Linked DNA regions of Zea mays: regions 1 and 2 are each linked to region 3. A link is a contact called in public Hi-C data. All regions are on one chromosome and are shown on one strand. Each heading gives the region's core, a stretch centred on a gene start, on an enhancer-like site or on the middle of the called end of the contact. The rest is flanking DNA. Distances are from core to core; before and after follow the strand shown.

Region 1 (2,833 bases), core at 17-2,516, 200 kb after region 3:
TTAGTGAAGTTTCTCGCAGATGGTTTTTTGACGAGGAAACAAGTGCGATGCATGGAGTGATACTCTGCACCCTTTCTTCATTTTTTTCACTATTTTTGTGAGTTTCAACGAGAGACATGAGGTAATCACAATAGTCGTCCAAACAAAAGTATAACAAACGATATGAAGGACTATATGTGCTAACACAAAAAATCGTACGTTTCTATATATGCCCCTTATAAAAATCACCGAACAATGTCTACTGTCTATGCCGCCGTGGAAAAGAAACAGGTAACTGATCTTTATATCTTGCGCCTTCGTCAATGGTGAGAGGAACTATACAACCATGTCGTTGATAGTGCTAAGCACAGAGAACGCAAAAAGGCAAAACTAACACCAACAACGAGTTGTTCCAAGCGCAGGCGCAAGATAATTGGGTTGTTTGGTTCAGTTTTTTGACTAGTTTTTCTAAGAATCTAACTGCAGAGAGAATCTAACTGCGAGGAGAATCTGATTATCGTAGAGATTACTTGCGAAATAAGATGAAGTAGTCCAAAGTATTTACGATATAGAAAGCGACAGATTTCGACTCGACCGATTTTGTGTTTATGTTAATTTTAGACGGTTTTTACAGAAATATGACTAAAAAAGTGCATGTTTAATAGTACACAACAACTTTTAGTGACCGGTAGCCGAAAAAAACGCAAATAAACGGATCCATTAGCCCGTCCGAGACGAAACGCAGTCCACCAGTGTAGCTGGTTCGCTGCTCTGCACCACAAGTCCACAAGACCACAACCGCTCGAAGCGAGAGGGGGGACAGGGGGGCACCCCACCTCTACGGCTCGACCACACGATCCCCCTGCCCGAGCTCCTCGACCCACCACGTGTCGCTGTCCCGGCCGTAGATCTGGTCCTTTATCTCCGGGCCTACCACGTATCCTAGCTCTAGAAAATATCGGACTCGAGGCCTCGCCTCGGGGAAATATCCCGACCACTGACCAGGCTCCCGCCACGTCATCATGGGACCAGGCAGACCACGTGCACGTGGGCCAATCCGCTCGATCGACTGACGTGGCGGGCGCGGCCACCGGTCGAATGGCCGCAGATATTTCATGGCCCCGCGGGAGCTCGAGCCCACCTGCCCACCTGCCACCGGCTCCAACGCCCACTGGTCTGCCGGGCCAGCGGGTGCGTGGCCCACTTGTCTGTGGCAGAGGTCGGGTGCACGTATATAGGCCGCGGCGTTTCGGCTTTGTCGTTCTTCTCACAAACTGCCTTTTCTTCCGGCTTCCAACTTCCAAGTGGCGACTGCTGCCGACTGCCGGGTGCGAGAAGAGGGAGAGATCAGAGTATCAGACAAGCTGTTGTCCGAATCCACTCCGGCGAGGACGAGTGCTGAGGTCGAAATGGGGAGAGGAGCGGATGAGGTGGTGAAGGTCGTGGATTCGGAGGACGGCGAGGGGGAGGAGGAAGAGGCAGAGGCCGCGGCGGCGGAGGGGTCGAGCAAGGAGACGCCGATGCTGCCAAGGATGCCGGTGCGCGTGCTACTCGCCGAGGGCGACGACTCCACGCGCCACGTCATCTCCGCGCTGCTACGCAAGTGCGGCTACCGAGGTGCGCACTGCCTCGGCCCGCGAATCGATTCGAATCGTTTCATTGCCCCTGCAAATTGGTATCCATTTTAGGCCTGTGCAATTGGTAGTTAGTATACAATCCCCCTGGTCCGGCTGTGGTCTGCTCTCGACTTGCTTCTTATTTTTGATCCGCCGGCGCCTCGGCCCCAGCCCGCTCCGCCGTATGGCGCTGGTGGAAGCGGAGGCGGAGTCGAAAGCCGAGGAGGAATCGGAAGCGCTGCCAGATCCATTGGAGGGGAAAAGAAAGGCGATGTGTTCTACTCCTCTGCCGTGGCGTGCTTATACCATGGCGCCCTGAGCGGTCTGGCAGGGCGACGCTGAGGGTGGCGGAGGCAGTCGCTGAGGCGGCGGAAGAAGTCGACCACAGGCTGGATGCGCGACAGGAACACGAAGACCGGGCCCAGCACACCTCCGGTCACCGTCACAATCGCCATTGGCTCCATGGCCTTGTCCCTGCAGAGATGGAAGCCAACCTTCGCCTCAGGGCTCAGGCAGTCGCTCAAGTCTCTGGCACTCTTGGCAGACCGAAACCGGCACTGGAGAGTGGAGAGTGAGAGGAGGCGCAGATTTATTCACGAGGACGATGACCTGATGTTAGAGACGTTCCACGGTAACTGCTGGTCGGGTCGGTGTCGGCCTCCACGCCGGTCGAAAGTCGAAACGCCTACGGCCTAGCAATTTTTTGGGAGTGAGCAGTTAAGGGTGCATGGCTAAAGGAACGTTTTGTGATGCTCTTCCAGTCTTCCTTGAGTTAAAGCATCATTTTCGGTTACGCAAAGGTGCATCAATTTTATGAAGGAATGGACACTGACTGAACATTCCAACCAGATTTTCACTGCATTGGAGTAAAATACGAAGTAATTAGTACATACATACTATGATTAGAATATAGAGCTTTTGTGATCTGTAACCACATTTTAATATCACGCGCTGGGCGCGCGCCATGCACTAGTTGGTAGCTATTTTAGGCTGCATAGGGTTAATTAGGGGTTAAGAGCGGCAAAAAGGTAATCAAAGGGAAAGAGTATGACGCTGCGCTGAGTCGTATGTGGAATGGAGGTTGCCGGTGTTGGTTTGTTGGAACCAATCGAAGCTCAGCTTGGCCTTGGGTGGACTACTTGACTTGCCAGTTTTGGAAGTGCTCTTGTTTCTGGGCAGTAAGTTTGGGAGATCTCACTTCTGCTAGATTGCGGTGCCTGGTGACTGGTGTGATATGC
Region 2 (2,700 bases), core at 162-2,661, 180 kb before region 3:
AAGAATATACAGATGTGCTATATTTAGTATTGTTCATAAACTACGTCTCGACTATGGTAACAAATGAAATATGAAACCATAAGCTGCAATCAGCCCACACAAGTGGGGAATAATGAAACAAAGCAAAAAAAAAACTTGGTCAATGCAACAAAGAGAGACATGTGCAATACGCCCAAAAAATGAACAGATCTGCTTGAGATGGACATAAATGAGGTAAGAAAACAATAAAATAATAAGAGTACAGATAGGTTAGAAGCAGCTTACGATTCTCAAAATCATCTTCGTCACTTCCATTCTCAATGTCATCACAGAAAGATAAGCGTGGATCACTCTTCACTCTCCTCTTTTTCCTTTTCTGCATTTGCAATTCTTCTTCTCTGAAACACACATAACATCATTGTTTGTCTGGGGGAAAGGAATGCAAAGGTACTTATGATTTTACCAGGCTTCAATTGAAAGTTCGAACTCACTCTTGTTGCAGCTTTTGAAGTTTCTCTTTCTCTTCCTCCTCAATCTTGGTTCGAATGTTAACCCTCTACTAGGACAGAAGAACAATATATTAGATGGAAAATCCCAGTTTTCAACAAATGAGCCGGCTGATAAAGTGATAATGATGTATGTATGAATGAATTGGCCAATTACCTTCTCGACATACTGCTCCCTGGTGACGAGACCAACTGTTTCCTTCTTAAATGCAGTCTCAAGAATCTGAATGTAGCAGCAATTAACATTAGCTTAATAAAAGTCAAGGGTATACACGAGCTACAGTAACAGCTTACTTACAGAAACTCAAATAATAATTAAACGAGCGAAGAGGTCTATACATGTTTTACAAATTAAATGACATAAATCAGCCAAAACGACATCAAACACACACACACACAAACAAACATATCCATTGGTCACTTCAGTAACAAAACTGATGAGTGGAAAAGGACTCGAAAGTGAATCGTTAATGGGTAACTAAACAGACGACAAATCTCAAGCTGGTTTTGCTAAATCACAAGTAGGGCTAGCTATCCAGTTAAAATTACAGGTGATTACAACGAAAAAGAGACGAATCCTAAACGACCGTGGCGACAAGCGAGTCAGTACCTTGTCCCTTGCTCGTAGCTTGCTGGGCAATTACAACGCATCGACAGGATTAAAAGAATTCGGTAGCGAGACCCGTAGAGGAGCGGAGGAAAGCGAAGCGCGCGGCCGTGACGGCGATTACCTCGGAGGTGCTGGAGCCGAACTGGAGGAGGCCGGGCTGCCCGTCCGCGGACTTGTTCTTGAGCTCCTCGATCTTGCGGCGCTCCGCCTCGCGCTGCTTCTCCAGCCGCCGGATCTTCACCGCGTCCTGCGCCGTCCCCACGTACCCATCGCCGAAACCCGACATCCTCCTAGGTCAGAGCGGGGTTGCCAGTTGCCAACTGCGGTGAAACTTGCAGCGGCCGCCGGCCGGTCGGAGGGTGGAGAAAGAACCGGGGATTTGTCCCTGTACCTACAACTGCGGCCTGCAGCGGCGCCGGGCGACCGCCGGGGTGCTTAGGTACGTGGGCCTAACCGACTTAGAATTCTTCACCTTGATTAAGTTGGGCCACGTCTTATTGAGGCCCATAACAGCCCAACGGGTAACAGGCGAGTTCCTCGACGTCGAATTTGCACTCATTTTGGTTTCATTCCGAGCAAAGGTTACGCTTATTCATTTGGTTTCAACTGTTTGAGAGCGCGTGCTAGTATGAGGTGAACTTCATGATGTGGCCTGTGTACTACTGTAGCCTGTGGGGGAAACAAATACGTGCTTGAACAGAAGGAGGGGGGGGGGGGGGGGGGGGGGGGGGGGTCAAAACCCGCATCACCTGCCCACCAGACAGCCAGGTAAAACGATTCAAGGATTTAAACTACTACTGTCGAGAATGACAGAAACAGGAGAAATTTAACCGCCATACAATACGCGATGTATGTTAACAGGCCAGACCTACATTGGATATAGGGAAGTATTTGTCCTGCTCGAATTCGTATTTTGGACAAATATAAAAACAGTATTAAAAAACAGAAAAAAAATGAAAACGGTTTAGGCTATATCCCGGCCGTTTTCTCGTAGTAATATGAGATTATATCGTATTCAAATACGGTATTTATGTCGTTAGTGGGCCTATTGTCATGCCCACATGGTGTATCCATATTTCTATTTGCAAATTATATCTTGTATTTCTATATACAAAATTATAGAATGACAAAGACATAGAGAAGAATGACCAGGAACATGATGATGAAGAGAAATAATACATTGACGATGATCCTAATATCATGGATAATTATACTGAGCTTTGAACTATAGTTGTAGAGTATTACTTTTAGTTTGAATTATTATGTCATGTGTGGTTGACTTTTGTGAACTACAAGTGTGCTTGTGCAATTGTGGGCGTGTATTTAATTATTTACATATTGATATTGGCTTGTTTCATGTTTTATAAACCTATTATTAATATGTCGTTATGTACTTATCTTACCCATATTAATATATTGTACGTTACCATATATTTGTTGTTCATTGATGAGACTATGTATGATATAGACGATGTTTTCATTTTATCTTCCTGATTTTCAACGGTTACCACTGCATTTCTGTTCGGGTTAGTTCGTTTTCGTTATCACGCACATTCCGTGTTCGATTCCGTTTCCGACAATACCTTACTTGTTTCAATTAAAATG
Region 3 (2,843 bases), core at 29-2,528:
GATCCATTACCTTAATAGTAGCCACAAGACCTAGCCTGCAGAAGACATGGTCCGTGTCAGCATAAGGTTGGCAGATGTTACAAAATTTAAGGTCCACACAGCTTAAATCAAATTAGCTATCGACATAGTTTGAGTACTGTGCAACTATTCGCCCAAATCAGAAATATGTGACAATATCTTTTTAATGTGTGTATAATAAATGCCGCAGTCTAGAATGATCATTTGCTAACAAAATCGCGTGCCTTAAGGTATAGGTACTACATGCCATCACGATGAACCTGTCAATGCTTAATTTTGCACAGCATAATGATGCGTAGGTGGGAGCAGCACAAGTACTCTAGCCGAACCTAGTGTGTGCCCAAATAAAAACCGAATCTTTGAGAGGTCCTGATGAAATCAATGATATTACATCGATTCCCATCCTATGAAAGAGCGGATTTTCAGTAGATCCAATGCAAGGGACAATCATCCAGCACCAAACCCAGCAAGAATATAGAAAAAGCCGTCGACGAAAATATATCAATCAGACGTTCCAAATCTAGACCCCCCCAACCCGCGCGCGGTGATAACCAGCCCTGAAACCCCACGTCACATTCCTCACCTAAATCCATCGTCCCAGACCCAAAATCAGGCGAACAAGCACGCGGCACAGTATATCCTAGAAATCAGCGCAAACTACTACATACTTGGATAGAACCAGATCGAAGCTGTAGCGTAAGAAAGGGAGTTCCGGAGATGCGTACCTGTCAGCCATGTTGGCGATGGTGCGGAAGGCGAGGATGAGGGATCGGTCGGGGTTGGAGCCGCGGTTCTGCCACCTGCCGAGGGAGGAGGAGAGGAAGTCGCCCTGGGCGCCGTTGGGCTTGGCGATGACGGTGGAGAGGCCGCCGTCGGTGAGGAGCGGGTTGGAGGGGCCGCCGACGCGGACGGGGTCGTTGTCGTTGGACTCGTTGGCGAAGGTACGCCACTCGGAGGTCTCGTCGACGGAGTGCGCCTCGAGGACGAGGCCGCACTCGGTGCACACCGTGTCCCCCGCCGAGTGGTCGAACGCCACCTCCGTATGCTTCTTGCAGTCGGGGCAGTAGGAGTCGCTCATCTCGCCCGACAGCCGCCTCCCCTCCTTCCTCCCACGCAACCGGTGCTGTGGGGCGAGGCCCGGTGATTTGGGCTTGGGGTGGGGGGGGGGGGGGGGGGGGGGGGGGGGGGGGGGGGGGGGGAGGCGGAGAGGGAGGGAGAGGAGGGGGAGGAAGGGTGAGAGAGAAGCGGACGAGGCAGACCGGACAGGCCAGAGGGCGAGGGGGGACGATGGGTTGGGCCTTTTATCAGTTCGGCGAGAGTTTCGTGTTTGGTCTGCTGCGGTTTCTGTTCGGCGCTTGGGTTTGGCTGGCCTGCCGTGATGCCGTGGCGTGCGGGCGAGCCGCCCATCCGGCCACGTCTACACACGTGATGACGTGACTCTCGACTGGCTTGCTAGCAGGGCCGGCGCTGACTACAGGGCTGCCAAGGCGGCCGCCCTGGGGATCCTAGGGGCCCCACCCCATGCATGCATATGTAGTAGTCTTCGATCAGTTGAAGGCTTAAAGAGATGGGCCCTGCAAGCAATCGGATCTTATTCACTCTACCTGTTACGGTGGCATCAGCTGAAAGGAGCTTCTCGAAATTGAAATTATTGAAGAATTACTTGAGGTCTACAATGTCACAAGAACGACTGAATGACTTGGCCACTTTATGTATTGAGAAGAAACTTTTAGATGAGATCAATGTCAACAAGATCATTGATGAATTTGCTTCAAGAAATATTAGAAGAAATTTTTAAGGTATTGTAAATTTTATTTAGTATATTTTTTAGATATTATATTACTTGTTATAAATAAAAAATATATGTATTATAAAAGAATATATATTTATATAATATAAGGGGGCCTCATTTCTGTGTTCGCCCCGGGCCACCAAAATCTCAGCTCCGGCCCTGCTTGCTAGTCGACACTGTTGCGTTGCGTTGCCGCGATGTCTTTTGCTGCATAGTGAGGGCTTCGCTGATGGATTCCACGACGTCAGTTCTGGGCCGCCGCCCGCCGCATCCGGAGTTGCGCGGCAAGGTTTCAGTTCCAGCCAGCGCCAGATAAGCGCAGGCTTGTCGCGACAGAGAAGGCAATTACCAAAACTTTTACGACGACAAGCCCTCGGCAAGCCTCAAAGAGAAGGCAATTACCATAGCACGGCTCCTACTCTCCTGCACACCATTTCTGTGTCCGTTCGGTCAACAAGCCAGGAAGAATGCATGAGGCAACTGCGACCCACCCTCAATTCAGCTAGACAATTCTGAAATTGGCTATTAGGAGCCCGTTGAGATCCTCTCGTTTTGGAGGAACTGAACATTTTACAACTTTCTAAAGTTTAGATATAAAAACTATCTTAAATTCATAGTGTAAGATACAGAAATAAATTCTACACATCTCCGTATTATATTCTTGCTCTGCAATTATATTTTTAACTTATAGTACTCTCTCCAGCGCACTCTATACGACTCACCCTAATATAGCAGAAGTGCATATAACATACAATTATATTCCGTACGTAGCCATATTAACTTAATTAATCAGTGTCCAAATTGTGATCATTAAAAAAATGAAATCTAATTCCGTAGATCCAAACAGGTACTAAAGATTAGTAATGGGCCAGAAAGGAACCCCTATCTTGGTAATATCAATGTTAAAGTGAATACGACCTGATGACCTTAGTCCCACGATTTTCACGTGGCCAGTTCTGCATAGATCAATATCAATTTATGAAAGCATTCTAGAATTGTCTAATCCAAAGAGACCATTAACCACCTGATCCTA

The links. A called contact is a pair of places that touch in the nucleus more often than the background predicts.
Region 1: a contact with region 3 is called in a Hi-C map of leaf, with 6 times the contacts expected there. The contact joins the promoter of LOC100285170 here to the promoter of LOC100283348 in region 3. A contact is called at or near these places in 2 of 25 Hi-C or Micro-C datasets (ear and leaf).
Region 2: a contact with region 3 is called in a Hi-C map of ear, with 2.3 times the contacts expected there. The contact joins the promoter of LOC100279523 here to the promoter of LOC100283348 in region 3. A contact is called at or near these places in 2 of 25 Hi-C or Micro-C datasets (ear and tassel).

What each region holds. Positions count from the first base shown.
Region 1 is chr2:202,140,683-202,143,515 of Zm-B73-REFERENCE-NAM-5.0, reverse strand. LOC100285170 (two-component response regulator-like PRR95) reads left to right here and starts at 1,266. Exons shown (of 8, transcript NM_001357737.1): 1 at 1,266-1,596. The coding sequence starts at 1,389.
Region 2 is chr2:202,528,139-202,530,838 of Zm-B73-REFERENCE-NAM-5.0, reverse strand. It overlaps LOC100279523, which reads right to left and starts at 1,411. Exons shown (of 12, transcript NM_001152521.1): 1 at 1,217-1,411; 2 at 643-708; 3 at 471-535; 4 at 265-377. The coding sequence starts at 1,381.
Region 3 is chr2:202,345,423-202,348,265 of Zm-B73-REFERENCE-NAM-5.0, reverse strand. LOC100283348 (transcription initiation factor IIB) reads right to left here and starts at 1,278. Exons shown (of 7, transcript NM_001156249.3): 1 at 744-1,278; 2 at 11-35. The coding sequence starts at 1,096. It overlaps LOC100273790 (ER lumen protein retaining receptor family protein), which reads right to left. Exons shown (of 6, transcript NM_001360445.1): 6 at 2,734-2,843.